2 separate regions of the Mus musculus genome follow, and region 1 is linked to region 2. A link is a contact called in public Hi-C data. All regions are on one chromosome and are shown on one strand. Each heading gives the region's core, a stretch centred on a gene start, on an enhancer-like site or on the middle of the called end of the contact. The rest is flanking DNA. Distances are from core to core; before and after follow the strand shown.

Region 1 (6,248 bases), core at 2,168-4,667, 560 kb after region 2:
TATGCAGCTAGAGACATGAGGTCTGGGGGTACTGGTTAGTTCATATTGTTGTTCCACCTATAGGGTTATAAACCCCTTCAGCTCCATGGGTACTTTCTCTGACTCTTTCATTGGGGACCCTGTGATCCATCCAATAGATGACTGTGAGCATCCACTTCTGTATTTGCCAGGCACTGACATTGACCCTGATATAGCTGTTTCCTGTGATTTCTGGCTTTCTTGGAGGTGACTTTGCAACCAAGACAGGCCTCAAACCATCAAGATCCTTCGAACTCTGCATAAAGACTGCTTGGCTTAAAAATGTGTGTCACAGTTCCTGACTTTGAGGTGGTTCAATCTCTACTTTAATGTTTTACTCTGTCCTATGTCATGAAAATATAGTCTAATAAGCATTAAATGAAAAGTTTTACTAATGGGACTGTGTTTTGATTTTGGATAGAATTTAGAATCACTGATTTAGAGAGTTTGCTCTTGTGAATACTTGCTCAAACAACACTAAATTTTGTTGAGACCACTGTAGATGAAGTGTGTCTGATTATAATCTTTTACTGATCACCTTTATAGCACAATTTCCTGTATCAAATAACTATCACACAATTATGAAAAGGACAAGAAGACACATGATAATTCCATAATATCTATGCTGTCATGCTGCTGACCTATCAGGAAATGAACTCTCCGAAGTGGAAACAGAAAGTATTCCAAGGAAAGGAGCTGATCAGAGAACTGGGAGCTTTGATATCAATCTTACCACAAAACTGCAAACAAAAGCAGCTTGGAAAAGAGAAGTTACACTAGGTATGTCACACCTAAAACCCACCACAAGGCCCATGATTTTTTCAAATTATTGCTTTCTGATAGAGGTTTGATTTATTGTGAATCTGCTAAGGACTAAGTTGAATAGATAAAACTATAATCTCAATGAGCCCACCTCACCTCTTCAAACAGCAGGCAATGAGAGAAAGAAAACAAACTCCTCCGTATATGCTTTGCTATAAAAAGTAAGATTCTGTGAACTTTCTTTTAATTCACGCAACAGCTACTAAAAATTTTATTTAGTAGCTGGTGTAGCTGTTTATTTAGTAGCTCTAAATTACAAAATAATTTAGAGATGTGTTCAATGGTATATATTTATAAACTCATGAATAAAAGGTTGTTCTTCTAATAAAAGAGAATAAGGAGAAATATATACATGCATGCAAACTGTTTTCATTTTCAATGTATGTTTTAGTGGGAAATTTTTCATATATTAATAGAAAATAAGTTAAAATATATTCAATATACAGTCTGCCACTTTTTTTGATTTATGGTGCCTTTTGCTTTATGTAAGCATTTTAGTCCCATAAGGTCTTATTTATTAATTGATAATCTTAGTGCCTGAAATATTAGTGTCCTTTTCAGAAACTCTTCTCTTGTGTCAATAAATTCATGACTATTCCCCAAGCTATTTTCTATCAGGTTCAGTGTGTCTGGGTTTATGTTGAAGTTTTTGATCCACTTAAGAATTTAATATTGAACAGAGTGCTGCATACGGATCTATTAGTATTCCTCTGCATGCAGGCATCAAGTTTAACTGGCATCATTTGTTGAAGATGCTTTTGTTTTCCACTTCCTATTTCTGGCTTCTTTATCAAAAATCAGGTGTCAGTATATGCTTGAATTTATATACGTGTCTTAATTTCAAAGTAAAATCAGAAAGAGATAGAGGATCCAGTGTCTACAGCTCATAGGAAGTTGGAGCACTTAGGAATGAAACTTCAAATAATTATACACTTTTACTGACTGCAAAACAGAGATAGGAGCCTCATTAAGAATGTGAGTAATAATTGATCATAATTATTACACAAAGGGAAATCAGAGTAAGCCTCCACTAGCAATCTGACTTTCTAAAACTGGATCCTCAGACTTGCTTAAATGGCAATTCTCATTTACAGTTTAACTGTATTACTCAGCATTTTAGTTGAACAAATTCAGTGATGGTATTAAAGATGCAAACTTTCAGGCTAGTATATTGTTCAAAGAGGCTAGGAAGTTGTACTTTGATCCTATGATGTCTTGAGGCCCAAGCTAGATGGAGCCCTCTTGTATCTAGAAAATTACCAGACTCAGGATCATCTAGCTCCCAGATATGCAAGAAAAATAACCTTATTGTACATAAGCTATCTGCTGTGTGACAGTCACAGTAGCCTCAATATCAGAATGTCATTAAGAGTCTTTTTATTGATATGTTCTTTTAGTGAAATAATAGTTTTGGGGTTTTTCTCTATGAATGTAGTCTAGCCTTCAGACAAAATAATTTAAAGATGTATCCAATGGTGTATATTTATAAACACATGAATAAATGGTTGTTCTTCTAAGAAAAATATTAGCATTCTCTCTATTGCATGAGTAATATCACACTCTTTCCCTTCCATCTAAGCCTTCCCATCTAAGTTCCCCAGGAACACAGCATGACATCCATTATTGTATTACATAAGCTTTTCACCCAGAATTCTTTATGTGCCTTATAGTACCATTTAACTCTCAGTTCTCAATGTCTCTTAACATAATAACTCACCTCTTCTGCAGGTAGTACTGGAAAGTACCATTTTATTGCCTATCAATGGTCTAGTTTTTTTCTCAACAATCTGAGACACCCCTTGTTTTATAGGCTGAGTACTTTACCAGATTACTTGAAGTAATCCCCATGGTCCATTGATAACTTTCTTTGGCCATGTTTCACTTGGTCCATAGTAAAAAGTTGAATGATTGATCAGAATGGCCAGACATTGTGAGAGAGAGAGAGAGAGAGAGAGAGAGAGAGAGAGAGAGAGAGAGAGTGTGAGAGTGTGTGTGTGTGTGTGTGTGTGTGTGTGTGTGTGGTCAGAAGAGAGTAGATTTATGACAAGTAAGAAAGCCCTGATCAAGAATAAGCTATGTTGCTCAGGATTATGACACACCTGTGATTAACATGGGGCATCTTCCTTATGCCTCCTCATATAGGTGTGTATGTGTGTAGGTTACTGGACTTCTGTGTGTCTTCCCATCTTATTCTGTTTTCATCAAAGACAGCACAGCCTGTGTCATTACCTTTACGGGGATAAGTTAGCCCAGTATTTCAGTTCCCTGACTCTTTGACCTTGTCACCAGGTCAGCTTCATTGGGTGTTCAGAAAATACTACTGTCATTGAGAAACCAAGGGCTACTTCCATTGTTATCTCAGAGTCTATACAGAGGTCCTGAAAGAAAATTCTTCTCCAAACAAACCACTCAGACTGGCATGATCTTGACTTGACTGATACCTGCCATTAATACTTTGTTTTATGCATGCACAGTTAAAAAAAATCCAACATCTTTTAAGAGAAGCAGAATCAGTAGATTCATTACAGAATAAAAAGGAGGTAGCCTGGTGTTGTGGATAAGCCTGGGGCTAATTATGTTTGATGCTAATTCCGTTCTCCTGTAAGTGGCTGGGAACAAGGAGTGAGTCAGCACTCAGGTGATTTCCTGTAAACCTGCTTCCCATCTTAATTTGTAAAATAAAGGAGAGCTGATGATCATGCAGATAAAAGGGAAGGTGGAACAGAAGGTGTGTGTGTGTATGTGTGTGTGTGTGTGTGTGTGTGTGTGTGTGTGTGAGAGAGAGAGAGAGAGAGAGAGAGAGAGAGAGAGAGAGAGAGAGAAAATGGAAGAAGGAGAGGACAGAGAAGAGGAGGAAGATGAAGAAAAGCAGAGCAGAAGCAAATGGCCTGGAGAAACTTCAAGTTCTAAGGGGTCTCATAAGCTGTGGAAGATGGCAGTGTAGTGGCATGAGCCCAATCTAGGCACACAGCATGTAATCATATTAACTGTGTTGTGTTTTTATTGCCCGGGCAAATTTGGGAAGAGATTTACTGCAACAGCCTGGTAATGAATAGATCATCAAGATGATTTTGCAAAATATGGTGTAATATAATTTATCCTCTAATTAAAATAAATCATGTTTCTTCAGCAAGCAAAATGAAGTTAAGTACTGCTTAGGACCTTGAAGCATGTTACACAAGGATCAGATTTGAAATCAGGGGCCACCGAAAGTATCTGTGCGAAGATGAGGCTTATCCAGGGATGTGTTTCGGGCACCTAAGGGATTTAAAGAATGGACCAAGAAAACTCTTTTTTTTTTTTTACCTTATTTCCCTCTCATGTCTCCTCTCAGTGTCTCCCTCTAACCTCACCTCCTCCATTCCCCTGTCCATTTTCTCAAAGGAGGTGAGGCCTCCCATAGATATCAATCCAACTTGATATATAAAATTGCAGTAGAATTAGGCACAGCTCCTATTGTGGCTGGACAAGGCATCCCAGTTAGGGAAAAGGAATCCAAAGGCAGGCAACAGAGTCAGAGACAGCCTCTGTTCCAGTTGTTAGAGATCCCACATGAAGTCAAAACTGTACATCTGTTGCAAATATTTAGGGGTCCTAGCTTTGACCAATACAGGCTCTCTTCTCTGATTGGTGGTTCACTCTCAACGAGCCCCTATGAGCTAAGATTAGTTGATTATGTAGGTTTTCTTGTTGTGTTCTTGATCTCTCTGGCTTCTCCAATCTTTTCTCTTCCTCTTCTATACTCAAGCTCTGCCTAATGTTTGTCTGTGGATCTCTCTGCATCTGTTTCCATCAACTGCCGAAGATCCAGAAATCACGCCTGCTGTGGATGTGAACAGGTAAGATGTTGAAGTTCATATTGTCTCTTAGCCATGTCAGGTTCTGTAGCTCAGTTACAGCAGCCAACACTTTAATCTCTGTCTGCCCTTTCTTTGTAGAACTGGAATCTCGCAAAAATCTCATAATAATAAAGCAGAGTGCTAGGAAATGCAGCAGTTAAATGGCTTTAAAGGAAACAGACATAAAAGGGAGACATAGTTCACTTGTCCAGATGGTGATATAAAACAGAGGTGAAAGTCGAGGTCTGTGAATATAAAACCATGCTTCAGGAAACTTAAAGATTCCGAACGTGCATTTGGGAAATTGAACTGAAGAGATGGCACATTACCCCTGGGAAACAAATGGGTACTCTTAATTCTGAAGGTGGCTACTGTCAAAACTTTGACATTTTTGCCATTACTGAGATCTCTTGCCTCAAGGGAACCCCAGGCTCGGAATCTATCTAGAACAAGGATACTCACACACATGACCCACTTAAAATGAGGCAGGAAATTCCCTCCTCACTCTCCGTGTTCAAAGGAAATTTGAAGAAATTTAAGCAGCATAGACTATTAATCAATACTCTGGCTGTCTGACCAGCTGAGTCCCTCACATACCTAATAAGGTTTTAACTCTCCTGTCCCTTTATATGCCTGGCTTATTCTATATTAGCAGCTATTTGGCCAGAATTTCAGAGGCCTGATATGGCAGCTTGAAACTCCCATCTATTCTGGTAAAAGTGCTTCTGGGTTATGTCATCATCCTTCCATGATTTTCTACATACTATAATAGTCAAAATGTCTTAACACCTATTTTCAGGACAGAAATTTGGACAAAGTAAAACTCTGATAGAACTGGGCATTATCCTGAATTCCTGTATTCAACAGGATAAGTAATGATTGTTTTAAGCAAAAACAACTGTAATCAATGTGAAACTCAAAGAAGGCTATTGGATAATTAATTGGCTACAGATAGCAGGAAATGTGTACAGAGCAAAAGTTATTAGGATTGATTAACTACTCAAAGCTACATTTGTTTCAATTTGCCTAGTAACTCTTATTATTCATTGTTTAAGGCTTACAGATATATAGTGATCAAGGCAGCTGTGTAGAGCATCTGCTAAGTGAATATTTCACAGTATAATCCACACAAAGCAAGTTAAAATCTTGACTCAGTTGTAAGAAAATTGTTTCTAAGTAATGCTGCTGTGGAGAAGAGTGCTGAAGTTTAAGTCAGAAATCTGTCCTTTAGCCTTAGACAAATGAATACTTGGTCTCCATTGCTAGCCCTGCTTTTGGAGGTTTAGGAGGTATGGATTTGCTGGAGGAAGAATGGCAATGGTCTCTGAGATTAGAATCATTGCATGACTCCCAGTTTCTTCTCTCTGCTACATATTTGCTGTCAAGATGTGAGATTTCAGCTTCCTGTTCTTGATCCTATACCTGCTGCTTAGTACCATGCCTCCCCTCCAGGATGGACTCTTCCTCTGGAACCATAAGCCAAAATAAACTCTTACTCTTATAAGGTGCTTTTGGTCATGGCATTTTATCACACAAAGGGTAAGTGATTAAAAAGGAGGGGAAATCAGT
Region 2 (5,960 bases), core at 3,174-5,673:
GTGCTCTGTAAACATGCTCAGAGCAGTCTCAGCCCTGATATCAATCACTCTCAATCTTAACCAAGAGATGTGATTTTGAGGTTTGGTCTGTTGCTATGTATTGTAATGATAAATGCTATGCCTTATTGTTCCCATGGACAGGGAGATTCTCACTTAATCAATGATGCTATGTAACCTTGCTCCTCCCCACCCAGTTATCCCTGATTAAGGACGTCTACAGCCTATAGCAGTTCAGAAGAGACTGGCAGAGATCAGTTACCTGGCTTAGGGTCTGATAAGAACCATGAGATGAGAGAGAAGAAAATGGAAAGAAGAAAAGATGCCATGGGGTATATGGGTCATGAAAACATGGCCACAAGGGCTGGCCAATTGGAGTAAAAGCAGCCCAGATGGAACATGACAACTTATAACTCAGGGTTATAGACAGGGAAGTAGAAACTAATAACTTAGAGGGTAGATATCTGTGTAGCTTTAGTGTACAAGGCTCATAAATATAAACGTTTCCTGTCTTTTATCTGGGAACTGAGTGATCTAAAGTGGGGTAGAAACCCCCGGTTGGGTTTTAAATGTTTATTACAGCATATTGGCTAAACCACCTCTGTCAAGAACTCACTTTTGCTTCCAGACAGGGGTCTAGGATGGCTGTCCTTGAACTGAGGTAAGAGGTGCCGAGGGAAGTAGTAGAGCCATTGAAAAGCTCTTGAGAGGACTCTATAGGAGTCTTGCTCTATTAGGTATGGTACAAACGTAGAGTCAGGGAAAGATGATCCTGGGGCTAAATAAAAGGACTGGTTAAGAAAGGTATCACAGAATTAGAGTATGGAGGAGTGATGGGAAGACTGGTCAGGGGAGAGAATACTGGATGCCTTTCTCTAATCTGCCAACTTTTCAAATCCCAATAATGGTGTTCTCAGGTCAGGAAAATTGTTAAGATGCAGTTACTGTGTCAACCTGAAGACCTGAGGTCAATTCTTTAGCCCATGTAAATCTGGATGAAGAAAAGCAACACCTAAATACCAAAATGTCATCTGACATAAAAATAGACATGTGTAAATAAACATGCACATTATCACAAACACATTATCACACACACACACACACACACACACCACATGCCCAAAGACATCCACCTACAAATAAACACATAAATGTGAGCCCACAGGCATATACACCTAAGCACACATGCATGAATACTGACACCTACAAGTATATGCTCACACCCATAAAGTACCTCACCTGTATACATACTCACATGACTCACAAATGGAGACACCTCATTCACGTGTATAGACACATGTATACACACATACTTCAAAGGCTTCTTTATAATTGTATGGCCAAGTTTTTTATTATGTACTCTTTTGCTAGGGGACCTGCCCCTTGTCCTCAGGAAACCAGGCTTGGGTTTCACTTCATGGTAACCCTGGCTTCATCCTTTTCATAATGTGTTGGATACCAATATCTCTCCAATCATGTTTTCATTTTCAGAAGTCTCTGGATGAGAAGGCTGAGGGTCCTAGAATGTCAACTGCATAACCAACATGGTAGCCAGTATTACAGCCTGCTACTCTGACCAAGAAACCCACGTCACAGATGGGGGTAGATGCATGGAGTTCCTACAAGGCAGACAACACTCAACAATGAGCGACAGGCATGCTAATTCCCCTGTTCAGCTTAGAATCTCTGTTTCCTCAGGAGGCTCTAGTCAATCTATGGAGAACTTCATTCCTTTGCTCCCTCTAAATCTCCTTCAATCATTGGAAGGTAAGTGGCCAGAGAAAGCAGGGCACTGACCCAGGCTGTGAGCAATAAGGAGTTCTTTACAACTACCTGCATCTCTCCCCACCTATCTATCATCTTTTGGCTTCTGACAGCTACAGTGTTAATTTGTTGTTTTTGTACTCTAGAAATTGAATATTTCAAATTGCCATCTCTGGCCTAAACAGAGCCTCAACAGCACTGTCTTTCAAAGCTTAGTGAAGAAGAAGCAGAAGGGTCATAAGTATCTGTGACTAGCTTGCCTTATTTACATATACTATCTTTAAAAAAAAAGAAACACATGACTAAGTATTTGTGGAGAAATATCAATACACCTCATGTCTCATAGGCTGATAATGCCACTTACTATGCAAACAGGAAAATGTCAAGAGCAGCAGGAAGGATAAACAGCTCCAAGGTCTGCTGTGTTAAAGAAAGCACCTGAGTGGTTCATTGCTCTTGCTGATGGAGAAGTTCCAGCATCTCAGGAGGTATCTCCCTCTTCTCTAGAGGTGGATTTGTTTTAGTCAGGATCTCAGGATGTGATCCAAACAGGTTAAAAGTCATGGACATTACTGCCTCTCTTTCCAAGCACCAGGACTTAAGTTGTGAGCCAGTATACACAGAATGCTTTTGCTTTTTGTCTTCTGGCTGAGTTACCTAATTGCCTTGAGCCTCAGTAAAAAAGAAGGAAAAGACATTAGCCACCTTTTGCCTAAAATTTCATGAAGCTCAAGGCTTTTGTTTTCCTCTCAGCTCTGAATTTTCTCATTCCATGTGCCTTCAGACACTGTTTAAATTCTCCATTTACTGCAGCCAAAAACATATCTGCTTAGACAAAGTTCATCCCATTAAGGCTAAACTCCCAGGATAATAAACAAGAGAAAGATTGACAATGTTTCCGGTCTCCCATTTCTTCCTCAGGTCCTCTACTTGCAGCCTCACTGTCTACCTGGAAAACTCCTTAAGAGCCCACAAAATGAGTGCCATTGTAATCTGTCTGGTACAAATCAGAGAGAGGTGGTGGCTGAGGACAAAGTCCATGTGCACTTGGCTAAAAATGTCCATGTTCCCAACTTTCTTACTGCTTGATATTTTCAGTCACCTCAAGCTTACTTTAGAACTCCAAAATCTCTAGTTCTCATTCCTGTAGTTTCTCTCTGCCTGTGTCCCAGTGCTGGGAAATGCAGAATGAGCAACCTGCCCTGCCATGGACTAGACTCAGTCAGTCTCTCACCCCATGGAGAAATCAGGGTTTCGGTACTTAGATGGGCAAGGAGTTGGCGAAAAGTGACAAACAGACATGAACTCAAGGGAGTATTGATCAGAATGTAATTTCTCAAAAGCAAGCATCAGACTTATAACACAGAAGAAAAACAAGGAAGTTAGGTGATACATCAGCCAAGGTACATCGAGATGCATAATGGCTCTTTACACAAAAACAGAGAAAATGCATGCATAAAAGCTAGCAGGAAATACCTAATTAAAAAAAATCAGGAAAAAAAAAAGCTATCAGGAACCAGGCAATATTACAACTGAGATAATATAAGCCCTATCTTAAATCAGCTATTCACAGGAGCCAGGTCAAAGGACTAATATGCTCAGGTGCAATGGTAGTCTATTGTTAAGGGACATCAGGGATCCCTTAGTAAATACCTAATTATGCTGTTCCTCTGGGCCTAGAAAAACATGCACCAGGGAAGTTCTATTCTGCTAACCATTTCATGAACAATACAATACTCTAGTTCTTCCTTAAACGACAACCCACTGCCACACACACTCCAGTGAAGTTTGCTTGACAGGCTGAGAAGCCAGGGAGCACTCACGAGGCATAGAGTTTCAAAAGGAACTCACTTCCTGGAGCTTTTGGCGTTCTCATTAACCTGTATACTCACACCCTATCTCTCCGTTAGCCCAGTGTATGGATCCCTGTGCTCTCTTTTAGTATTATTTTATTATAAGTGTCTTTTAAGATTGGATTCTGACATAGCTAAAGCCTCCCACCAGTGTTCCAAGGTTCCAGAAGCCGAGGAGCTTGGAATGCGGTAGGAGTGCAGTAAGGAAGTTACCTATTCAGTAACTAATTAAGCATTACAAAAGACGGAGCCAGCAGCTCAGGGCTGGTCTGCAGAGTGTTTACTAAGGACAGTAGCCAGTCTCACCCAAACAAGGGAATACTATGAAAGAGCCAGGGAACCCCACTGAGATATAAATCTTCAGTACAGGCTACATTGCATATTAGAAGCAAGTTGGTCAATTCTGACAAATGGAGATTCTCTACAGATACTTAAATGATACACTCATACAAGAAATTATCGGGGCCCAGGAAATAGGGGGGTTGTGGTATTGCAGTATTCATGAGAAGATCTGCTAAAGCAGAACTCCTGGTGGTGGGCTTAACAATAGACTAGCTTTACACCTGGCTTCCTTCTTAGTGGCAGCGGCCTGGTCCCTGCCTTCTTTTGATGTATACATTCCTTTTGTATTGTGTCACTGTAACTTGGTAGATGTATCTTGCCTGGTTTCTTGTTATTCTTCTGTATAAAAAGTTTTGATGCTTGACTTGACAAATTACGTTCAAATTCTACACTATCTCCTATGTGCATCTGTCTGTCATTTCCACTGACTCTTTGCCCACCTGCAACTAGAGACCCATTCCATGCAGACAAAGGGACCCAGAGGGTCTGCGGCAACCCACCTTCTTCCTAGACCATTGTAAATTCCTGCATATGGGAGTGCCTCAGCTGTTATTCTAAGTTTACTTTGTTGAAAGAGCCCTGAGATTTTTAGCTTTTATCCACTAAACTGTGATATCTGATTTCTTTCATTGTCTATCAATACTGGAGGCATTTTGTCTGAATGAGTAGCATTATCTATAATATAACACTGACAAGGACAAATCTGGAGAATTAGTGTGCCAAGGCTCCAGGAGATCAATTTCCATGAAACTTTTTGCCTCAGGACTGCATCTAAGCTTTTGGGCTTGCCACACAGACTTCACTGGAGTGGGTGTGGCACTGCCCCAAGACTGAGCAAACCTAGTGAGACTTATGAATAGGTGCAAGTTTCAAGAGTCCTGTGCTTATGATTTTCTATTTTCTTGATTTTTTTTAGAAGACTTTATGAGTGTGAGTGTTTGGTCTGCATGTAGTTATGTGCATTTCTGGTGACAACTGAGGTCCCCATAGTAAGTTAGCTTTCCTAGAACCAGAGTACAGAGCCTTGTAAGCCACAGTATAGCTGCTGAGATCAAATACAATCCAAGGATTGAATGTGATTCTCTTTAGCCCTGAACCTTCTCTTGAGTTCCATGCACTATCTTTAAAGTAAGTGGTACTCTGGAGAGCACTGTAGATCAGAATGCTTTCTTTCCTTCTGGTCTTTTGATCTAGGAGTGATGAACTGGCTGCTCAACCTAGGATTTTAGCAATAAAACAGCTTCTCTTAAAATTCTGTTGGCCTGCAGAATGTTGGACTGGTGTTTTGGGGATGTCTGTGTCTCCAGCTGTGGTATGGAAAAATATAACCTCTATCTTCACTTATATCAGACAAGCAAACAGCAGGCGTGAGCACAATAGGGAAGTATAGAACAGGGGAATGGAGAAAAAGAGGGTTTCTGTTGCTAAGGCAGGCATGGAATCAAATGGAGGGTTACAGCGAGGACAACTACAGATCTACTTCCTACCCTCACCTAGTCTGAGACATCAAAGGGTAAGAGATATCCAGTGGTAAGAAAACTGTGCACTGTAGTGATGGAAGGGTCATCAGTATGGATTCCATGAATGATCCATTTGATGAGCGTTGACTTGTGGAAATGGATAAGAGCTCATTATTCTCAGGGGGGACTAGCTAGTGAGCCCCTCGCTGTACTTGAGGATCCAGCTGAAATCATTCTCTACCCATGATATTCACTCCTGTCATTTAGTTTCACAAATTCCTGAGCAACCTTTGAATAACTAGCTTAGTTCATAAAGAAAAGTTCAATATTGCTTCCAGCTTCACACCAACTTAGGCAAGGACCAAGGACCTAAGACTTGACAGGTTAATTTAGGAGGCTGGGTGTCCAGGCAATGTAACCACTAAGTTGTATCAGACTCAGAAAAGGCTTTAATAACTAAGCTGACGACTGTGAGTCTTTAGAAAGTAAATGGGAGGACACACCTGAATGAACACCTCATGCTGTTTCTGAAAGCCATGGGTTA

The links. A called contact is a pair of places that touch in the nucleus more often than the background predicts.
Region 1: a Hi-C map of embryonic stem cells shows a contact between it and region 2, with 4 times the contacts expected there. The contact joins two enhancer-like sites. A contact is called at or near these places in 2 of 484 Hi-C or Micro-C datasets (both in embryonic stem cells), 5 of 115 datasets of contacts at active chromatin or transcription factors (all in embryonic stem cells) and 1 of 9 other capture datasets (embryonic stem cells).

The regions. Positions count from the first base shown.
Region 1 is chr7:52,723,269-52,729,516 of GRCm38.p6, forward strand. No RefSeq gene overlaps it. Among named protein-coding and RNA genes, the nearest start is that of Gm33898, 160 kb to the right of the region's middle. Within about 2 kb of position 3,418, at least 6 of the 459 cell types and tissues checked have an H3K27ac peak or open chromatin away from gene starts, as enhancers often do. A contact at or near this core is called in embryonic stem cells, where this site is marked.
Region 2 is chr7:52,160,253-52,166,212 of GRCm38.p6, forward strand. No RefSeq gene overlaps it. Among named protein-coding and RNA genes, the nearest start is that of Gm51482, 89 kb to the left of the region's middle. Within about 2 kb of position 4,424, at least 2 of the 459 cell types and tissues checked have an H3K27ac peak or open chromatin away from gene starts, as enhancers often do. A contact at or near this core is called in embryonic stem cells, where this site is marked.